2 separate regions of the Mus musculus genome follow, and region 2 is linked to region 1. The links are chromatin contacts, called in public promoter capture Hi-C maps. All regions are on one chromosome and are shown on one strand. The core of a region is the stretch at or near the end of the contact, and the rest is flanking DNA. Distances in the headings are between cores, read along the strand shown.

Region 1 (7,092 bases), core at 283-2,782:
TCCACCCAGTACCTATAGTTCAGGATACTTTGCACAGAAAAGTAAGTGGCTACCCTTTTGTTATTATATCGGGGTCAAAATTAATAATTTTGAAGGTTGACATTGTTATAATATCAGCTTTTTGCTAGGTATGCTCATGGACACATTTAATGCCAATGATCAGGAAGCAGAGGCACCCAGGTCCCTGAAGTCTAGGCTAGCCTGGTCTGCAGATGGAGGATAGCCATTGAATCTGTGTCTCAAAACCAAACCACCACCACCACCAAGAACAAAAACAGGTTTCTGAAGTTGGATGACATTGAGTGAAATGGTTGTGTAAATTTAGAATAAGTTTTTGAAGTGCAAAATAATTATATAAGGAAAGAGAAGTTTACAAAGTTTTTGAAAACAGAATCGTCCTTTTTTTTTAAAAAAAATATATTTTGGAAATTAGCTCCTTCATGTTGCCTGTGTGAAGAATGCTTTGAAACTAAACAGCCAATTATCAGTTTTCAACTAGTGTTGTATTTCTAAGAGATGGATGGACCAGCCCAGGGTATTTGAAACAAAACGGAATGGAGGAGATAATTCTAGAATTTTAAAGACTCTAATTCTGGGCTTCATGACCAACCTGTACCACACAGAGAGGAAAAAATTCAGTCGAGGCCAGGTCATGGTTGCAGACATTCAGTAGGTTGGGCAGACTGAGTTCAAAGTTAGTCTCTAGCAGATAGGTGGTAGCACACAGCCTTGATCCCAGCACTCAGGAGGCAGAGGCAGGGATATCGCTGTGAGCTCCATGATGGGAAGGGCTCTGCAAAGAAACCAAGTCTCGAAAAGCAAAACAAAACAAAACAAAACGGTAGTCTTTGTAGCCGTGGGCTACATAATGAGCTCTAGGGTAGTCTGAGTTGCATAACAAAGCCCTGTCTAGAAATCAAGGTTTGTTATGTCCAAGGCTGGGCTTCATCACAGCACCGCCAAACAAGTGAATTTTCATTTATCAGGTGCGTGTGCCGCAGACTCTTGAAAGTCAGCTAGGCAGGAAAGGACACAAGAAGTTGAGTCTGGAGTTCAGGGCCTTCAAAAGATGGGCATAGAGCCCAACTGTCTGCCCAAAATTGTCATGCTGGGCAGAAGTGGCACGCGCCACTCAGCAGGCAGAGAGGCAGGAGCATCTCTGGGTTTGAGGTCAGCCTGGTCTACAGAGCAAGTTCCAGGACGGACATACGGACTGACAGACAGACAGTCTTGGGGATGAACGCATTTGCAAGTAGGGGATTATGAGGAGAAAAGGACACAGAACAGGCCACCGGAATAATCCAAGTTTTCCCTTCTGTCAGCGCTGAGGGAACCCTGAGGAGATGCGGAGACCAAGGCCCAAACACCTCAGGACTCAGCCACTAGAGAGAACCCGCTTGGCTCGCCGGCCCTGCAGCTCCTCAGGAGACTCCAGTGCCTTCGACCTGGCTATGTTGCCACCTCTGGAATAAGACTCACCTGCACTGCAGGACCCGCGTGGGCTACAGAGGGCCTCCTGCGCACGCGCACTCTCCCAACTGTCGGGCGCGCGCGGGGTCTGCCGGGACCGCAGCCCTTCTGTCACCAGGGCAACCAGTCTCACCTATATAGTGCTGTTTGCTCCCGCAAGGCAAAGAGATGGAGATTCTTTTGCTTTTGCTGTTATCTAATCCAAGACAATATCTGTATGAAAAAAATTTCAATTTCTGCTGGTGGAAATGCGAAATAGCGTCGTAAACTTCGGAAACTGTGGTAGCCTCTCAAACGGCTAATTCCAAGAGAATTGAAAATATGCATCCACAGAAAATCTTGTATATGTAAATTCATACTATTACTCAAAATTGCCCCGAAGTGAATGTCTTGACTTCCAACTAGCGTCAAACAGCTGTGGTATAGCAACACAAAACAACACTATATTCCCTTGAATTAAAAAGAGAATTAAGGGATAGCACAATACTATGGCTTTTGAGTGCACTGTGCAAGAGGAAAGGCACAAAGTCATATGTTGTATGTTGCCATTCATGTATGAAATAGGATAGGCAAACATGAATACAAATTTATGATTACCTAGGGCTTGGTAAAGCAGTGAAAAGTGATTGATAATGAGTAGGGGACTTCCCCCCTAAAATGTAGTAAAATACACATAACAAAATGTACCATTTTAGCCATTCTTGAGTGGAAGCTGAATGTCATAGAACTGTAACACTGTTTCCAGTACATAATTATCTTCCCCTAACTTTGTACCATTTAGTGATTCCCTAAGTTCCTGGCAATAACCATTCTGTCTTTAAAATTAGCTACTCCAGAACTCATAAATGGAACAAATACAGCATTTATTGTCTTGTGCCTTTTATTCTACTTCATAAAATGTCCTTAAGGCTCATCCATGTTGTAGGATGTTAGAATGGTCTTCATTTGTAGTATTCCATTCCATGGATTCTTTTCTTGGTGCTGGGAACTGACACTGAACCTCCAGGCCCTATCGGTTGTTTGTGAGGTAATGGAGATATCCTAAAGTTGAATAAATTCTGAAGAAAGTCTGTCATTTGTTGATTTTGAGACAGGGTCTTTCTACTATAACCCAGGATAGCCTTACATATACCTTGTAGTCCAGGCTGGCTGTGAACTCAGTTCATAGCATAGGCAAGTCTTCAATTCACAATTTTGCCTCAGCTTTCAAGTATATTTAGGTACTTATAGGTACATTTCACTATATCAGGCATTTTAAAATGGATGAATTCTATAGTATAAGAATTAAAGATCATAGAAGCTTTACCAAACAACAAAAGCACTAAAATTTGGACTAGCTCAAGTGTACTACTTGGCAAAGTAGGCCTTCTTCCTCTTCAGGGGTAAAGGTTTCAGTTAAGAAATACTATGTAACATATTGCCCCACAGCTGTAGCCACATGTACCAGCACGTTTTCCCTTTTGCATTTTTGTGTTGACTCTGGTTGTTTGCTGACTTAGTAAACATGACAACACGGCCTTTTGACACTTTGATTCCAAATTTGAAGGACAGTTTTTGTTGTTGATGTTTAAATCTAAGTGAAAAGCAAAGCAATTAAAGTCATGACTCCAGCAGTCAATGACAGCTGACACATGCACAATGTGTCACATGTCATATCACAATGTGACACATGCACAGCTCACACACTGACAATACAGGGCTTGCACCCACTGCTGCTTTCATGTCACTAGGAATCACAACAGTCATTATACATTATTTTGTATTCTTATGGCCCCTGTGGAAGGGCCTGGGTAGTGATCCATCTTGACTGTTAAGTGGATGGGATTTGAAGTCACCAGGGAAACATGAATCTTCGTGGATCTGTGAGAACTTTCCCAGAGAGGCTTAAGAAGGGGAGATCTGCCCTAAATGTGGTGCAGCACCCTGTGGACGGAGATCTTGGACTCACAAGAGGGAACTCATGAAATATCAGCTTTTATCTTTGATTCCTGACTGAAGACCCAATGTAACCAACTGCTTGGCACTTTGGCCACTATAGTTGTAGCATGCTCGTCTCCTGCCAGAACGGACCGTTCCCTCAAACTGAGCAAATCCAAAGTCACTCTTAAGTTGCTTCTGTTTGCTATGTGTTACACGATGGACAAGAGCCATGGGCAGCCTGGGATTTTCCCAATCTCCCATTCCAACACACACTGAAAACTCTCACCACCAGTTTTGACTAGGGAGTGCATGTGTGCTATAATTCTGGATAGTGAGACAGACCCCAAGGAATGAAGTCTGCTGTGGAGCTTCTCAAGTAGGGAAATTAAGGATCTTTTCTCTCCTTTGCTTAGATATTCTCATACCTGAATGCAACTCCTCAGAATGTCACAGGCATCTCTGTCCACAAAAGAATTAATCAGAAGATGAAAGTAGGTGAGGAAAGACTCTAGGGGAGGACATATAGGACCAAAAGAGGTGGAGGTCTGAGGGAACTGCCAGGAATGAACTTCCAATACCCCTTCACCATATACCAGAACCCCAGAGACACCAGGCTGCAGAGACCAATGGTTTCTACTTGCCGCCCCCCCCCCCCCCCCCCCCGGCATCATGTGGAACCTGCTGGAGCCAGAGGGATCTGGAAATGTCACATTGCAACTGGGTATAACAGAGTGGCCAGTTCACTTTGTAAGTATTTTTTCTTACTTTATTTTGATTTCCTCTTTTCCACATAAGGATCACAATGGCTGTGCTTGTGTATCAGTTGTTTCAGGATTAGTCTTCAGTCAGGTCTTAGTCTTCAGCCATATACACACCCCTTGTTTTCTTTCTCTCATGGTTACCCATTCCCTTAATTGTAACTTTCCATAAATTTAACACTATCTAAATCTGTGGACCCTAATGCACCCCAACTCTCCCTTCCCAGTTATTTTGTTTGAATGATTTTCCCAATCAGATTAGTACTTAACCTTTTTTCTTATGCACCCTACTTCTCTTTCACTTTCTTTTTTTTTTTTAAGATTTATTTATTTACTATATGTAAGTACATGGTAGCTGTCTTCAGACACTCCAGAAGAAGAGGGCATCAGATCTTATTACAGATGGTTGTGAGCTACCATGTGGTTGCTGGGATTTGAACTCAGAACCTTCAGAGGAGCAGTCAGTGCTCTTAACCACTGAGCCATCTCTCCAGCCCTCTCTTTCACTTTTAATCTTAGTAACTATAGTTTGAGTCTACTACATAGCATCCTTGTTTATCTTCCAACAGTTACTGAAGTCAAGGGGCCATTGCTATTGACTAGTTTGACACTGTACAGTGGTAATAAAAGACACCCATGACTGTTCTCCCGGTTAATATTCCACTCAGGGAATAACACAGAGCTTATATCTGGTATTTTGAGCACCTGGACTAAGAAATTATTTTCTGAACTCAATTATACCATATTTAATTCCTACCTGATCATCAAAAATACTCAACCTGGGGGATAGAGAGATGATGAAGCTCTTTCAGAGAACACAGGGTTGGTTTGTAGCACCCATATGATGGGTCACAACTACCTGAAACTCCAGTTCCATAGATGTGATGCCTTCTGTAGGCTACTGCACGTATGTGGTAGGACATTCACTCACTTAGGCTCACAAATACACATAAATAAATCCTATGCCATCTAGTGAGAAGAGTTAGATGAAGTCCCAGAGAACTCAAAATACAGTTCTAAGTATGTTCAAAGACACAGAATGAAATAAGGAAGACAAGGGATAATATGAAAGGAGAATTAAACAAAGAGAAACTTACCTGAAATGCTGGAAAAAAAACACATAGGATGTCTCAGCAAAAGAACAGATCAAAGAGAGGACAGTATATCTGAGCTTGAAGACAAGATGGAGGAAACAGAACAATCCAACAAAGACAGAGATAAAATAATAAAAAGGTTCCAATGAGAATCTCAAGATATATGTGATACCGGAAAGACTAAATCTGTGGTTATAAGCATAAAAAAAGAATCACCTCAATCTAAAGGCACAAAAAACATTTTCAAGACAACTGAAATCATCATTAGAGAAAAGAAAAAAGCCAATCCAAATAGAGGAGGCACTTAGGACTCCTAAATAACGGTATTAACAGCCTCCCCTCAGTACGTGAAAACTAAAACCCCAAGTAAAAAGAACGAGTATATACAATGTACCAAGAGAAATGTTAAGCCTGTAATAGATAAAGGTAGGCCCATCAGAATAACAGCAGATTATTCATGAACTTTTAAGAACCAGGAGGGCCTGGACAGATGCTGCGGCGGCAGTAGGTGCATGTATGTGGACACTACTTGGTTGTCATCTGGCAGTCCTGTCTGGTGAGATCTGGAATGTTTAGGAAGCACAGCCCTGCTGGAGGAAATGCATCATTGGGTGTGAGCTTTGAGGTCTACAGCCTTGCTCTCCTGGCAGCTCCCTCTCTGCTGTGTGCAACTGAAAATGTGGCCAGCCATCTTCCCATTCCTACGTTCCACACTGCTATGGACCCTCTCTCTGGAATGGTGAGACAAAATAAATTCTTCTGTAAGGTGCCTTGGCTCACAGTCTTCTGTTAGAGAAACAGAAAAGTAACCGATTCAGCAAAGTTCTTTCTCACAGAAGTAGGCTAAAGGGACTATGTCCACTAAGCCAGCTCAGCAGAATATACATCAAATCTTACTGACCAAAGAGAAAAATGTGCACCTCTGTAGCCTCAGGGTGGGGGAGGGGGAGCCATGCTAGAATAATAGTTAAGCAAAAGAAGAGGAAAAATACCAAGCACTACAAAATCAACAACATGTTAGGGATCAATATACAGCCCTTAATAATAACTGAACACTAACAGTCTCAATCAAAAGACATTCATGGATTGGATCAAAATGTAAAGATCATGTATTTGTTCTATTAGCTGGACTCAGTGGGTTATTTTTAAAAAGACATGAAGCTGGGAGAGGAACATATCTGTTGTGGGGCAAGTTTGGGGTGGGAGGAGACCAGGGTGAGGTACAGATAAGGCAAAATACATTGTATACATGTATGAAATTCTCCAAGAATAAATATAAATGTATAAAGTCTCGGTAGTGGGTGAAATCATCTAGCTACTGTACCATCCATCAAAATGTACCTCAGATTCTTCTTCCCCTGGACTTGAGATAAATGTTCTCAATTAAGATTACCAACCAGGGCTAGAGAGATGGCTCAGTGGCTAAGAGCCTTTGCTGCTCTTCTCGAGGACCAGAGCTCAGCATCCAGCATCCATGTCAGGTGGTTTACAAGCACCTACATCTCCAGCCTCAGGAGACTGGAGTCTTCTCTTCTCTGATGACATCTGCATACATGTGGTGTACACACACACACACACACACACACACACACACACACACACACACACACGGCATTGAACCCAGGGCCTCAGGGATATTAGGCAGTCCACCACCAAGCCATGCTGTGACATGTGGGTGTCACAGGAGAACCTGTGGGTGTCACGTCTCTTTCATCATGGAAGTCCTGGGTGTTAAACTCAGCTCATCAGATTTGGTGGCAATGTGACTGGTAAATCATCCTGCCAGCCTATAAGCTTTAAATTTTGAATGATTCATGCCTACCACTGGATCACAGAAAAACCTAACACAG
Region 2 (6,775 bases), core at 2,056-4,555, 83 kb after region 1:
AGGATCAATTCTTTAGAAATCCTTCGGCATAAACAAGCATTAGTTTGGTGGTAGTATTTTTCAAATTTGCCAAAACTATTTCCAAATTAAATTTTCTAAGACTCATAACACTTTATTAGATAATGTAACTTTTTTAATGGTAGTTTTTGTTTGTTTGGTTTTTAAAACTTGTTCTTTGAGACAAAGCCCCACATTTTAGTGGGACTTTTGAACTCACAGCAATCCTCCTTCTTCAGTCTCCCAGGTGCTGGGATTACAGCAGTAAGGCACCATGCCTGCTTTACAAGTAGCTTTAACTCAGCAGAATATACTGCATCTGAAAAAAGGGGGCACCATGTTTGATATTTTGCATATAATGAAGAGCAAGCCTGGTGCTGAGGACTGTGGAAGACATACAGTCCTTGAGTTCTCTGAGGAAAGCATCATGCAGTCTGACAGATGGAGAAAGAGAAACCTCAGGTAAGCTGTTCAAACTCATGTTGTTTAGCAATAAATCCCATTTCAGGAACAGCCAACCCTGATCAACACCAAGGCTCAAGTCCTGTCTGTATAATGTGTGACATGCCGAAAGCACACTGCTGTGTCCTCTCTGCATGCCATACGGGTGTGTGATTCGACAAAGCATACTGTTGGCTTGCTTTGTATCTTTGCTGAGGCGGGGTCTTACTATGAAGCCCAGACTGGCCTAGAGCTTCCATTCTGCCTCAGTTTCTCCAATACTGAAATTATAGGTCTATGCTACCATGCCTGTCCTGTGTTCACTTTAATAAAGAAGCTAAATAGATGATAGTACATTTCTACATGGCTAAAGGTTTAAAACATGAGGGATGTTTCAGCTTTGTACTAAAATAGACACAAGAAAGAACATGAAGACAACCACACACCAGGCCACTCTTCCATAACACACTGGCCCATCAGCTCTTATTTGTTTCAAGTTTAGCCCTGGGCTTTCCAAAACAGGTACCCAGTGATGCACTATGAAAACTGAAGCTGTTTACACAAAGATCATCTCTTATTTATAAGTAATTCAACTATATGGAGTTTTATAGAAATTGAGATGGAAAACCATGGTCACATGTTTAAAAAGAAAAAAATTAAGCAGGGTTAGGAAGAGAGTCTATTTTTAATATAGGCCTCACACCTTAATATCACGAGAACTCAAAGTATACAGAAGGCCACATTCAGCGTTGTGAGACGGAGTCCTTCCCTGACCTTAGCTCTCCGTGTGTGAATTAGCCACGAGAGATCAGCAAGCACTGACCTGTCAAAATCTAAAATCACAGGCTCAAAAACAAATCTTACTTTTTTGGAACTAAAATCTCTGTTAGATTCTTCCTATGCCCTTTGGCACACCAAATATTCCCCAAAGACATCATAAACAGATCAATAATGCTGGATTGGGTCTCTGCACTCCCAAATCCCCTCCTTCTATCTATCTATCTATCTATCTATCTATCTATCTATCTATCTATTTTAATTTATTGAACCCTCTAAGTAAAAACTTGTCTGCTGAAACTTTAAGGAAGGGCTTCTTCTTTGAAATGTCACTGCAAAGATGTTTCCACTCTCCTCCTTTCAGAACATCTCTCCAAACAGAGAACACACATGCTGTGTGGCGTTACCCTCCAGGATCAGAGCAGCTGTGAGCATACTCAGGACCTACTTGATACTGGGCTTAATAACATTCCCAGGTAGAAGAAGGAAGAGGAAAGCTAACGAGGCCTCTCCTCGACTTGGGACAAATAAGGCATAAACAACTGGGGAGAAGTGCCTCATCGGCAGTATGCTGAGCTGCAGGTTGTCTGTGCTTCCATAGCAAACACTAATGAGCTCGCTGATTGACAAAAGTGGGCATGGGCAGAGGCATCTATGTAGGATGGCTAGAAATGGACTCCTCAAAAAGTCATGGGCTGGAGAGATAGCTCGCTGGCTGCTCTTCCAGAGAGTCCAGGTTCAATTCCCAGCACCTTCATGGCAGCTCACAACCATCTGTAACTCCAGTTTCAGAGGATCTGATGCCTACTTCTGGCCTCTGTAGACACCAGTCATGCATGTGGTGCACAGAAATATATGTAGTCAAAACACCCGTACACTTACAATAATAATTAATAATAATTTTTTTAAAGTAACATAGCGTATTACACAAAGGCATACGGCAGTGTTATCTGAAACAGGAAGTTGATGGTAGGCAGGAAAGGTACAGGGTAGAGGTGAAATCTAGAGTAACTCACCCCTTCCACTCTCCTGCCGGTGAAGAACAGTGTTCCAGGACTGGCAACAAAGCTCACTGGCACAGTGCTTATTCACTCCTGTGAAGCCCTGAATTCAGTCTCCAGCACTGGGAAAAAGAAAGAGAAATTTCTACTGACAACCATGCTGGTGGTAGGCACCTGTAAATTCCAGAAGTTGAGAGATGGAGGTAGGAAGGTTATAAATCACAGGCCAACCTGGGCTAAGTAGAAAGAGCCTTTCTCAAAATATAATATAAAAGACTGGGCATGGTGTTATATGCCTTTAATTGCAGCAGGCAGATCTCAGCAAGTTTGAGGCCAGTCTAGTCTACAGAGCGACACAGTCAAACTCTGTCTTAAGAATCAAAGCTTAAGCCCGGCAGTGATGGAGCACGCCTTTGATCCCAGCACTTGGGAGGCAGAGGCAGGCGGATTTCTGAGTTCAAGGCCAGCCTGGTCTACAAAGCGAGTTCCAGGACAGCCAGGGCTATACAGAGAAACCCTGTCTCGAAAAAAAAAAAAAAAAAAAAAAAGCCAGACCACTAGCAATAAATGAAATAAACAAACTAGAATAAAGATGGGAGACAATGTAGGGCTGCAGATGGCTCAGCAATGAACGCACTTACTGCCTTTTAGAGGGACTTGGGTGCCACTTCCAATACCCACATGGTGGCTTACAACCATCCTTAACTACAGTCGCAATGGATCTGGCACCCTCTTCTGACCTCTGTGGGCACCAGGAATACCCATGGTGCACATGTACACACAAGCAAATGCTCACACACGAAAATAAAATCAACAAATCCATTTTTTTATCTTAAAAGCTTTATTTACAGTTGAATGTATTTTTTAAAAGAGGCTAGGTAAGCCTTGAAATTTCTTTGAATATGTTTTTGAGTTTACTAGCTACATGGAAGTGCAATCCATTTGTCTGTGCAGATCCAGTTCCACATAAGGAAAAATGAGTTTTTCTCTAATCAATTCCCAAATGATTCGTGCCGTTCATCAACCACAGAACAACCATGGGTTTTCTGGGACACTTCCACTTCAATAAGTCTCTACTATGACTCAACTTCCGGTTACCACAAGGCCTCTCAATTTTGCTGAATCAAACAGCTACAGGTTCCAGTTCATCTCCTGTGCACACATGCTCGAACCCCCACCCAATCCATTCCACCCAATCCATTCCACCCAATCCATTCCACCCAATCCATTCCCAGCTCACACCCCCACCCAATCCATTCCACCCAATCCATTCCCAGCTCACACCCCCACCCAATCCATTCCACCCAATCCATTCCCAGCTCACATCCCCACCCAATCCATTCTCAGCCTCAGCCAATCCCACTTCCCCCTGATGACTAGGGGCCTAAAACATAAATAAGAAACAATGCTAGAAGACAAAGAGTTGTTTGTGTGTACAAGTGCACTAGTGTGTGTGTGTGTGTGTGTGTGTGTGTGTGTTGGGGTAGTGTTTCTCAGGTTTTTAAGACCTGGTGGTCAATCAAGTCCTGGGCCTTGAGGAGCAGGCTAGGCTGGTGGCCAGGAAGCCCCAGGATTTGCCAGCTTTTGCTTCCCCAGTGCTAGGATTACAAGGTGTAGCACGTGGCCCCACTTTTTTACCTTGAGCAAGGGATCTGAACTCAGGTCTCCACAAGCAGTGAACACTTTACTATTTAATTCATGGTCCCTAAAAGTTTTTATCTTTTTTTTTTTTCTTTCCAAGACAGGGTGTCTCTGTATAGCCCTTGGCTGTCCTGGAACTCACTCTGTAGACTAGGCTGGCCTCGAACTCAGAAATCCGCCTGCCTCTGCCTCTCGAGTGCTGGGATTAAAGGCGTGGGCCACCCCGCCCGGCTAGTTTTTATCTTAAGAATTAGAAAAGCTTGGCTTGCTTAAGTAGCACATGTACAAAAATTGAACTCACACAGTGAGGATTAGCATGGTCCTGCACAACCATACAGACTCACAAAATGTATGCCTGTAATCCGAGCACTCGGGAGGCAGGCAGGTCTCTGTAAATTTAAGACCAGCCTGGTCTACAGGGTGAGTTCCAGGACACCAGAACTAAAAGTGAGAAACTCTATCTTGAGAAACAAAAGGAAGGAAGGAAGGAAGGAAGGAAGGAAGGAAGGAAGGAAGGAAGGAAGGAAGGAAGGAGACAGACAGACAAATAGAAATAAAAGATGCATTCATGAAACAAGAACAGGAGAATTCTACCAATGGAATAATAAAGAAGTACAGAGAACAGCAACTCTTAGAAATGAATGGTGGAATTGTAGAAGGTAAATTGAAGAACTCTTGCAGGAAACAGAACAAAAATGCCAAGAGACGACAGCCAGGGAGAAAAGCACAGTAAAGAAACTTACAGGACTAATCCGAAGCTTCTACTGTGAACTATGAAAAGCTATTTCTCTAGGAAAGTAAGCAAATGATAAGTATACAATTGTCAAAAAAAATTCCAAGAACACGAATTCTAGAATAATTGCAAAGAAACGCTCTTCATCATAAGACAGAAAAAATTCCGTGTAAAAGTTCAGAATAGAAAGTATAAAAGGAGCTTAAAAGTTTCCAGAGAGGAAGAAAGCAGTCACGTGCAGAAGCTGAGAACTAAAGATGGAATGAGCTCTTCATGGCAACAGTAGGAACTAGAGAACAAAAGAAGCAATGGTTTTGGAAGTCTGTGAGAAATCATTCTCAGCTCGAGTTCTGAAAGCAGACAGACAACATGAGTAACACATGGGATCACATTTTATACAGGAAGACAGTCCTGTGAAGATATTGCCACAAAATGACATTATACCTTTTAATACACAGCAAATTTCCATTATTTTTGCTTTGGCCTATTTAATTCAGGTCAGAACTCCTAAGTCGATTTCATGACTTACCAATGCATTGTGATCTATATTTTTAAAAACACTGCAAAAGGCTTTTATATTTTTCCCAAAAGAAAACTCTCCTAGGGTAGAGAACTGGAGGAGCAAAATGCATGGGAAGAAAACTAGACCTCATAAAAAGTTATATCAGCATAGCATTCAAAAGCCAGGCATAAATGACAGGAAGTGAATGGGAGGACAGTGAATGTGAAGGGTAGGTGGGGAAAGGCTCATAAGCAGAAAGACAAAAGGTATGCTAAAGACATGGAGGCCCAAGCTCAAACTGCTGTAAGCACTACAGATGAGGGAGGAGTCTACACGGACACACTCAGAAGTCAGCTTACCAGCAGTGTGGACGGTGAGGGCAGCCAGCAGCCACAGCAATCCTCACAACCACTGACTCGGGATTGTATTGTGCATGAAAACTGCATGCATTTACATTTCAAATGTGAATCATATCATATAGCTAGAAATAAAGCTGAACCAACTCAAGCTCATTTTCTCTTTTTGAGTTTTTGTCACCTAAACTTTCCATGACAGTAAAAGATGAATTGATTTGGGCAATGTGTTTGTCCCTCACAGGAAGAATATCCTGAGATCCTTCCTTGTTCCTGGCACGCAGCCTGCACAGATGGTTCCACAGCTAGGAGCTTGTATTGCTGTGAAAGAGGACCCGAGTCTGGTTCCCAACACCTACATGGCACAACTCAGCTGCCTGGAACCCCAACCCCAGAGAAGCCAACACCTGGACTCCAGCGGCACATGCTTGTAATTTAAAACTCATTTTAAAAAACCAGAGAACGGGAAAGACACACCGCTTTCACTTTCCTGAGGGGCCCAGGCTGTCCTCACATTAGAGATTTGAACATGGGGTCCTTCGACCTATATTGTACTTCCTGACAGCTGCTAGCAAACTAAATGTCCAAAAAAAAAAAAAAAAAAAAGGAAGAAAGAAAGAACTTCAGAAGTTCTGCTGGTCCCACAGTTCAGAGTAGGTACTCCTGCTATGGGCTTCGCAGGCACTTCCTAGAACTTTTAATCCTAAATTGTAACTGTTTATCAGCCCTCAAAATGAGATCAAAACCAGGCTAGGGAAATGGTTCGGAGGGCAAGGCACTTGCTTCATAGCCTGCTAGGCTAGGCAAAGCAGTGAACTCTGAGTTCAGCTGCTGAGCCACAGCTGCAGCAAGAGACACTGTCTAAATATATTAGGTGGAACTTGCTCAAGGAAGACACCCAATGTCAACAGGGCTTCCTCACATAGGTGTGCTCCCACACATTTGAACAAACATGCATACAGGAGCATGAGAATACACAAACACACTCACACACACACAACTGGATGATGAAAAGTGCCACGTGGCAGAGGCTAGGCTGATTTTCATTATGACCAAATAGATACAGTACTATCTATAGATGGCACCCAATAAGTACTTCATAATATAAAGCTTTCATTTATTGCACCAAAATACAATGTTAAAGTCTACATTTTGATCCTACAGCCTGTATTTGAAAAGTTGGAGCCTGTTCTAAACAAGAACCAACCTACACTCTCTGCCTACTCTTATCTGTTAAGTAAACTGACCTACTAATATGGATGGACTTTGTAGAAGGGCTAATCACAAAAACTCAAATTGGTGAGGTACAGTGAAGAGTTTCGACTTGAAC

Evidence for each region. Promoter capture Hi-C pulls out the DNA fragments that hold promoters and counts their contacts.
Region 2: a contact with region 1 is called in a promoter capture Hi-C map of hematopoietic stem and progenitor cells. The contact joins the enhancer-like site here to the promoter of Mcmdc2 in region 1. A contact is called at or near these places in 9 of 39 promoter capture datasets (3T3-L1-derived adipocytes, the C10 cell line, the HPC-7 cell line and 7 more), 2 of 484 Hi-C or Micro-C datasets (cortical neurons and nephron progenitors), 1 of 115 datasets of contacts at active chromatin or transcription factors (embryonic stem cells) and 3 of 9 other capture datasets (adipose tissue, liver and pancreatic islet).

The regions. Positions count from the first base shown.
Region 1 is chr1:9,903,078-9,910,169 of GRCm38.p6, reverse strand. Mcmdc2 (minichromosome maintenance domain containing 2) reads right to left here and starts at 1,532. Exons shown (of 15, transcript NM_177722.3): 1 at 1,480-1,532.
Region 2 is chr1:9,822,576-9,829,350 of GRCm38.p6, reverse strand. It overlaps Sgk3 (serum/glucocorticoid regulated kinase 3), which reads right to left. Exons shown (of 18, transcript NM_133220.2): 2 at 2,232-2,338. Among named protein-coding and RNA genes, the nearest start is that of Sgk3, 28 kb to the right of the region's middle. Within about 2 kb of position 3,305, at least 23 of the 459 cell types and tissues checked have an H3K27ac peak or open chromatin away from gene starts, as enhancers often do. A contact at or near this core is called in hematopoietic stem and progenitor cells, where this site is marked.